Regions from separate parts of the Mus musculus genome. Here region 2 is linked to region 1. The links are chromatin contacts, called in public promoter capture Hi-C maps. All regions are on one chromosome and are shown on one strand. Each heading gives the region's core, a stretch centred on a gene start, on an enhancer-like site or on the middle of the called end of the contact. The rest is flanking DNA. Distances are from core to core; before and after follow the strand shown.

What was found. Promoter capture Hi-C pulls out the DNA fragments that hold promoters and counts their contacts.
Region 2: a promoter capture Hi-C map of embryonic stem cells shows a contact between it and region 1, with 6 times the contacts expected there. The contact joins the promoter of Gins2 here to the enhancer-like site in region 1. A contact is called at or near these places in 19 of 39 promoter capture datasets (the 3T3-L1 cell line, 3T3-L1-derived adipocytes, the C10 cell line and 13 more), 4 of 15 datasets of contacts at CTCF or cohesin (the G1E-ER4 cell line, embryonic stem cells and large pre-B cells), 16 of 484 Hi-C or Micro-C datasets (the AML12 cell line, the G1E-ER4 cell line, the HL-1 cell line and 6 more), 18 of 115 datasets of contacts at active chromatin or transcription factors (the 230-238 cell line, the SCID.adh cell line, acute myeloid leukemia and 10 more) and 6 of 9 other capture datasets (adipose tissue, embryonic stem cells, embryonic tail and 3 more).

Annotation. Positions count from the first base shown.
Region 1 is chr8:120,362,957-120,365,532 of GRCm38.p6, forward strand. It overlaps a transcript of Gse1 not described here. Among named protein-coding and RNA genes, the nearest start is that of Gm39264, 19 kb to the left of the region's middle. Within about 2 kb of position 1,270, at least 97 of the 459 cell types and tissues checked have an H3K27ac peak or open chromatin away from gene starts, as enhancers often do. A contact at or near this core is called in the G1E-ER4 cell line, the HPC-7 cell line, the SCID.adh cell line and 9 more, where this site is marked.
Region 2 is chr8:120,587,791-120,590,366 of GRCm38.p6, forward strand. Gins2 (GINS complex subunit 2 (Psf2 homolog)) reads right to left here and starts at 1,285. Exons shown (of 5, transcript NM_178856.1): 1 at 1,136-1,285; 2 at 935-1,049. The coding sequence starts at 1,225. It overlaps Gm10614 (a long non-coding RNA gene), which reads left to right and starts at 1,387. Exons shown (of 4, transcript XR_003947476.1): 1 at 1,387-2,264.

The DNA of each region.
Region 1 (2,576 bases), core at 20-2,519:
TATGCTCGGAGCCACTGAAGTGACTTTTGTGGGCCCTGTGGGTGAAGAGTCATGGGGCCCTAGGGAGACAATGTTATAACTAGCCTGGCCCACCCTCCTGAAGGCCACATATGTGTGACACTTTCCCTGTGTCCTCGGGGGCTTATTCCGTTCAGCTTTTAGTAGTTGCTCACGGGGTTGTAGCCTCTCTCTTCAGCTTCATTCCCATCTGGAAATGTTGTTCCTTCCAATTTGTGGGTCTCTTACCTCCGTGTGTGTGTGTGTGTGTGTGTGTGTGTGTGTGTCTGTGTGTGTCTGTGTGATGCTGGCTGGCCTAGGCGGGCGGGGTGGGGTGTGGGGGACTCGCAAGCTTTCACTGGGTGAATGGGAGCTGGGGTCTGTGCGGCAGTGGATGGAGGAAATTAGAGCCCAGGTATGTGCATCCAAGTGGCTTCTTATCCAACTCTAGAGCCTTCCTTCTCTCCTCAGGGCATGGTCCAGTCAGCACATGTTTTGTACAGGAGCTCTGAGGGTTGAGTGAATTTATTTCAAACACCTGGTGAGGGAGCTATAAGAAGAGCTGCAGAGATGGCCAAGTGTTGAAGGGCACTGGCTGCTCTTCTTGCAAAGGGCCAGGGTTCAAATCCCAGCACCCACATTTAGATAGTGTCCAGCCTCAAGTCACTCCAGCCCAGGGAACCTGGCGCCCTCTCCTGGCTTTCAGAGGGACTGCACAAAGGTGGTGCACTTCCACACAGGCAAAACACTCTCGCCTAAGAAATAAAAACAAACAAATCTTACAAGCAAAACAAAACCAGAAGAAGCAATGCCTTTAGGAAACAGAGGACCCAGCCTTGGTCATGGCTCGGCCAAGGGCACTCAAGGTCACAGCTGAGCTTGTGCCCTGGAGGATGTTCCTGGGAGCAAACACTTGTGTGAGTCTGGGAACGGCCTTCTTCCCGTCACACCGGTTTCCTGTGGTTGCTGTCACATGTCACCTGGAACTTAGTGGCTCCAAACGTGCCTCTTCCTTTTAGGTTAGAGGTCAGAGCTCTCGGCTGGGTTCCAGGCTAAGGCCTCACAGGCTGCTTCCTCCTTAGTGTGTAAGATCTGCCTCGCGCTTGCCCCAGCTTCTGAAAGCCTCAGCTGTCCTTGGCCTGTGGCCCCTTCCTCGTGTTTCTCCTTTCTCTCCCATTGTACCCCTCCCCAGCTGGAATAACCCTGAGACCCCAACACACCCAACTGGCTTATCTAACCTCTCCTTCTGCCTAGGGTTTAATGTCCCAGCTACAGCCACAAGAGGTCCACTTTGCCCTGTGAGGTGGCTCTTTGTTCACAGCTGCAGGAGGAGGTGGTGTCTCATAGAGCCTGCTGGTTGGCGGTCCGTTCCAGTCAGCCTGACTGGGCTGACTATGTCTTTGGTACGGGGTCCCTAGTGTCAGTGAAAGGGGCGGAGTGGACAGGAAGTGTGTCTCTATTCAGGCAGTTGCAGGACAGTGGGGTCACTCCAGAACTCAGGGGTGTGGTGGGCCAGCCTTGTAAGCTGCTGAGTAAGGACAGCCTGCATTTGGACCCCCAAATTCCCCTCTCTTTGCTGAGCAGGTCAGGGGTCAGGATGGTTTCCTGCCCCTCCCGGACAGAAGCTGTGGATGTAGTTTGTCACTGGCCCAGAAGGGGGCGCAACCCAGCAGAGCCAGAAACAGAAGCCTGGAGTGGGTGGGGTTAGCCCCAGGAACCAGGTTCTGCCCCTTCCCCTCCCCTGGGTACCTTGGAGACAGCAGGCAGATCACCCTGGTCCCCACCTCCAAATGCATCCAGAACATAGATCTGCCTAGAACTTTCCCCTGGAACCCCCAAACACTGCCAAAGCTGAGGGCACCTGGAGTGCTCTCTTTCCCCCAAATGCATCAAGATGGACACCAAGAAGAGCAAGCCACAGGGGAAGCACCATGTGACTGGGGACTTTAGAGAGAAGGGAATTCAGAATGGAGACCCTACCAGCTGAATAGGGCAGAGAAGAAGTTCTCTGGGGAGAGACCCGAGACCCTTGACTCAGAAATGCTGGAGCCTCCTGTCCCTCCTCCCTCCCAGTGGCCTGTGTCCCTTGCATCTACAACCCCCACCCCCAAGCAAAGAGCACTGACTAGGCTCTGAAACCCACAGCCCACCTCAGCCTCTGAGAGCCCACCACTTGCCTGGCCTTCTGTGCCGTGGAGCCTCCTCTTGTGGAGCCTCTTCTCCTTTCTCGTCTGAGCCTCCTCCTCCTCCTCCCTGTGTCCCACGCATACGCACATCCTTTCCCAGCACCCCAGCCTTGACTGTGTCTCTTTGACCTTTGACCTTTGTGTTGACCCCCCTTGTGGTGCCAAATTCCTACAGGAATGAGGGCTGTCAGGGTGACCCCTCTGTGTCTTAGGGCATAGCCTTCCTCCTCTGTGCACAAAATGTCTTGGTCAGCTGAGCCTGCCAGGAGAACACGAGGCAGAGAAATCAGGACTATAGGGAAATAGCTGTCACCTCCGAGGGCCTGGTCCCCACAGAAGCCATAGTGGCAGTGCCAGGCAGGACGCTGGGGAGCAGGAGGAAGCCTGCCTTGC
Region 2 (2,576 bases), core at 35-2,534, 220 kb after region 1:
CTGCTCCTCTCCATGTAGCAAAGGCAATAGAAGTCTGTTCCCCTGCTCCCCAACCCTGGCCAGCAGACACTGGGAAATGGACTCAGGCTTTGGGGGACAGGGGTGCTAAAGATGCCCCTCAAGGCACAGAAACTGGGGTCCCAGTTTCAAGACTATCAGAGTCACCAGACAGTGGTGGCGCACGCCTTTAATCCCAGCACTTGGGAGGCAGAGGCAGGCGGATTTCTGAGTTCGAGGCCAGCCTGGTCTACAGAGTGAGTTCCAGGACAGCCAGGGCTACACAGAGAAACAAAAAAAGACAAACAAAAACAAAACTTGTTTAAGGTTGCATCTCTGTTCCCCAATCCCTACCTGTACTGGCTAGTTTTGTGTCAACTTGACACAGCTGGAGTTATCACAGAGAAAGGAGCCTCCCTTGAGGACATGCCTCCATGAGATCCAGCTGTAAGGCATTTTCTCAATTAGTGATCAAGGGGGAAAGGCCCCTTGTGGGTGGTGCCATCTCTGGGCTGATAATCCTGGGTTCTATAAGAGAGCAGGCTGAGCAAACCAGGGGAGGCAAGCCAGTCAAGAACATCCCTCCATGGCCTCTGCATCAGCTCCTGCTTCCTGACCTGCTTGAGTTCCAGTCCTGACTTCCTTGGTGATGGAAGTGTAAGCCAAATAAACCGTTTCCTCCCCAACTTGCTTGTTGGTCATGATGTTTGTGCAGGAATAGAAACCCTGACTAGGACACCACCCCACCCCCAGACAGGGTTTCACTGTGTAGTCCTGGCTGTTTGTCCTGCACCTCCCTCTGTGGACCAAGCTGGCTTCAAACTCAGAGATCTTCCTGCCTCTACCGCCTCTAAAGAGTGCTGGGACTACAGGCGTGCGCCATCACTACAGCCCCCTCCCCGTACAAGCCCGCCCACCCGGGCCCGGGAATGCTCACCCACATCCATCCATTCCGGAGGTAACAGGCGGCACTTCTGTCTCTGTTTCAGGTTAATGGCCAGCCACAGGGGCACGTCCACGGGTAAGCCGGGGTTGAAGGGCCCCAGGTCCCCCTGCAAGGACAACGCAGACCCCAGGTGGAAAGGAGCGGTGACCCGAGCATGATCCCAGGCCGCCGCCCCGTACCGCCCTGGCTCACCCCGATCAGGTAGATCTTGTCCAGACTGAAGTTCGGGATGATAGTCACCAACTCCTTTTCGGCCAAAAACTCCACCTCGGCCGCATCCATGTTGAAGAGTAGGCGGCCCAGGCCCGTTACCGCCCCTCCGCGACTCAGAGGCAGCGCCTCAGGCACTTCTTTCCCGCCACCGCGCGGGGCCCGCCCCTCGAACGGAAGACGTCCTGCGGCGGCCCTATAGAGACGTTGCTCTCTTCGCAGCCTCCAAGTCACAGCTAGTACAAACTCGCGGATTGGTCTGTAGGCGGAGCTGTACGCCGGCCCCGCCCCTCTAAGGCCTACCGATGCCCTTTCCAGTACTTGGGCTCCACGCTTCCTGAATCCTGATCCAGCGAGTTACAGCCCTGACGGCCCCGCCCTACTACGTCACTACCCTCTCTAGGCCCCGCCTCTGGCCCGTCCGCTTTTTTTCATTGGTCTCCGGGTCTGCCTCGACTCCGCCTCTTGCCCGCCTACCACGCTCACGGCCCCGCACCTACCTCGTTTGGGTCGGGTCTGTACAGCCCCGCCTCTTGCTCCCGCCCCTCCTTCGTTCGGCCTCGCCCCTCCTGCGCCCGCCCCCTTCTGTCCACGAGCTGGAGGCTGTGTACTTATGGCTTCTTGCTCCTTTGCGTCCTGCAGCAGGCTGAGTCCCTCGCCTGATTCCACTCTTTGAGGGTAAAGGTTTGGAGCCGAGTTTTCACCTGCGCGAAACACAGATCCAGGAATAAACGCATTCATCTCAAAGTCAGCTCCGGGTCCCCGGACATGGCTGGCTGGTCCACACAGACGCCATATCGAAGGAAGTGTTTTCCCTTTAATTTTAGTCTTTGCCCTTTCTACAGATGGTTTAAAAGCAATGAAAATGCGCCTCCCCTATCTGCTCCATGCAGATCCTTCGAGACAGAGCCCAGAATCAGAACTTTGGCAAACCAAACCTCAGGTGAGACTACAGGGACAAGTTTGCACACGTATTATCATTCTTTTATTATTGTTGTTATTGCAATTGTGAAGATGGAACCCCGGTCCTCAAAAATGATAAGCACAGCCTCTTCCACTGAGCTATACCCTGGAGCCTGATGCCCTCAAGCCTTCTGTACAGAGTGCCTTGGTAAGCCAACAGCCCTAGAGTCCTTGCATTAATATGGCCCCACAGGGGCATTTTGAATCAGGAGTCTTGTGAGGACAGCTGAACTATTAATAGGCATTATAATCAGGGTGACTCTGGCAGGGTGCCAGCAGACCAGGGTAGCTCCTGGGGAGGAATAGGTCACCTACAACTGGTAAGGACAAGAGGGGCTGGATCTGAGTGTGAAACCCTCACCACTGGGCGCTGAGGTGAGGTGTAATCTTAGTATTCCATAGGTGGAAGCAAGAAGGATCACCAGCTAGGGACAGCCTGAGTCACTCAGCATTTCCTATC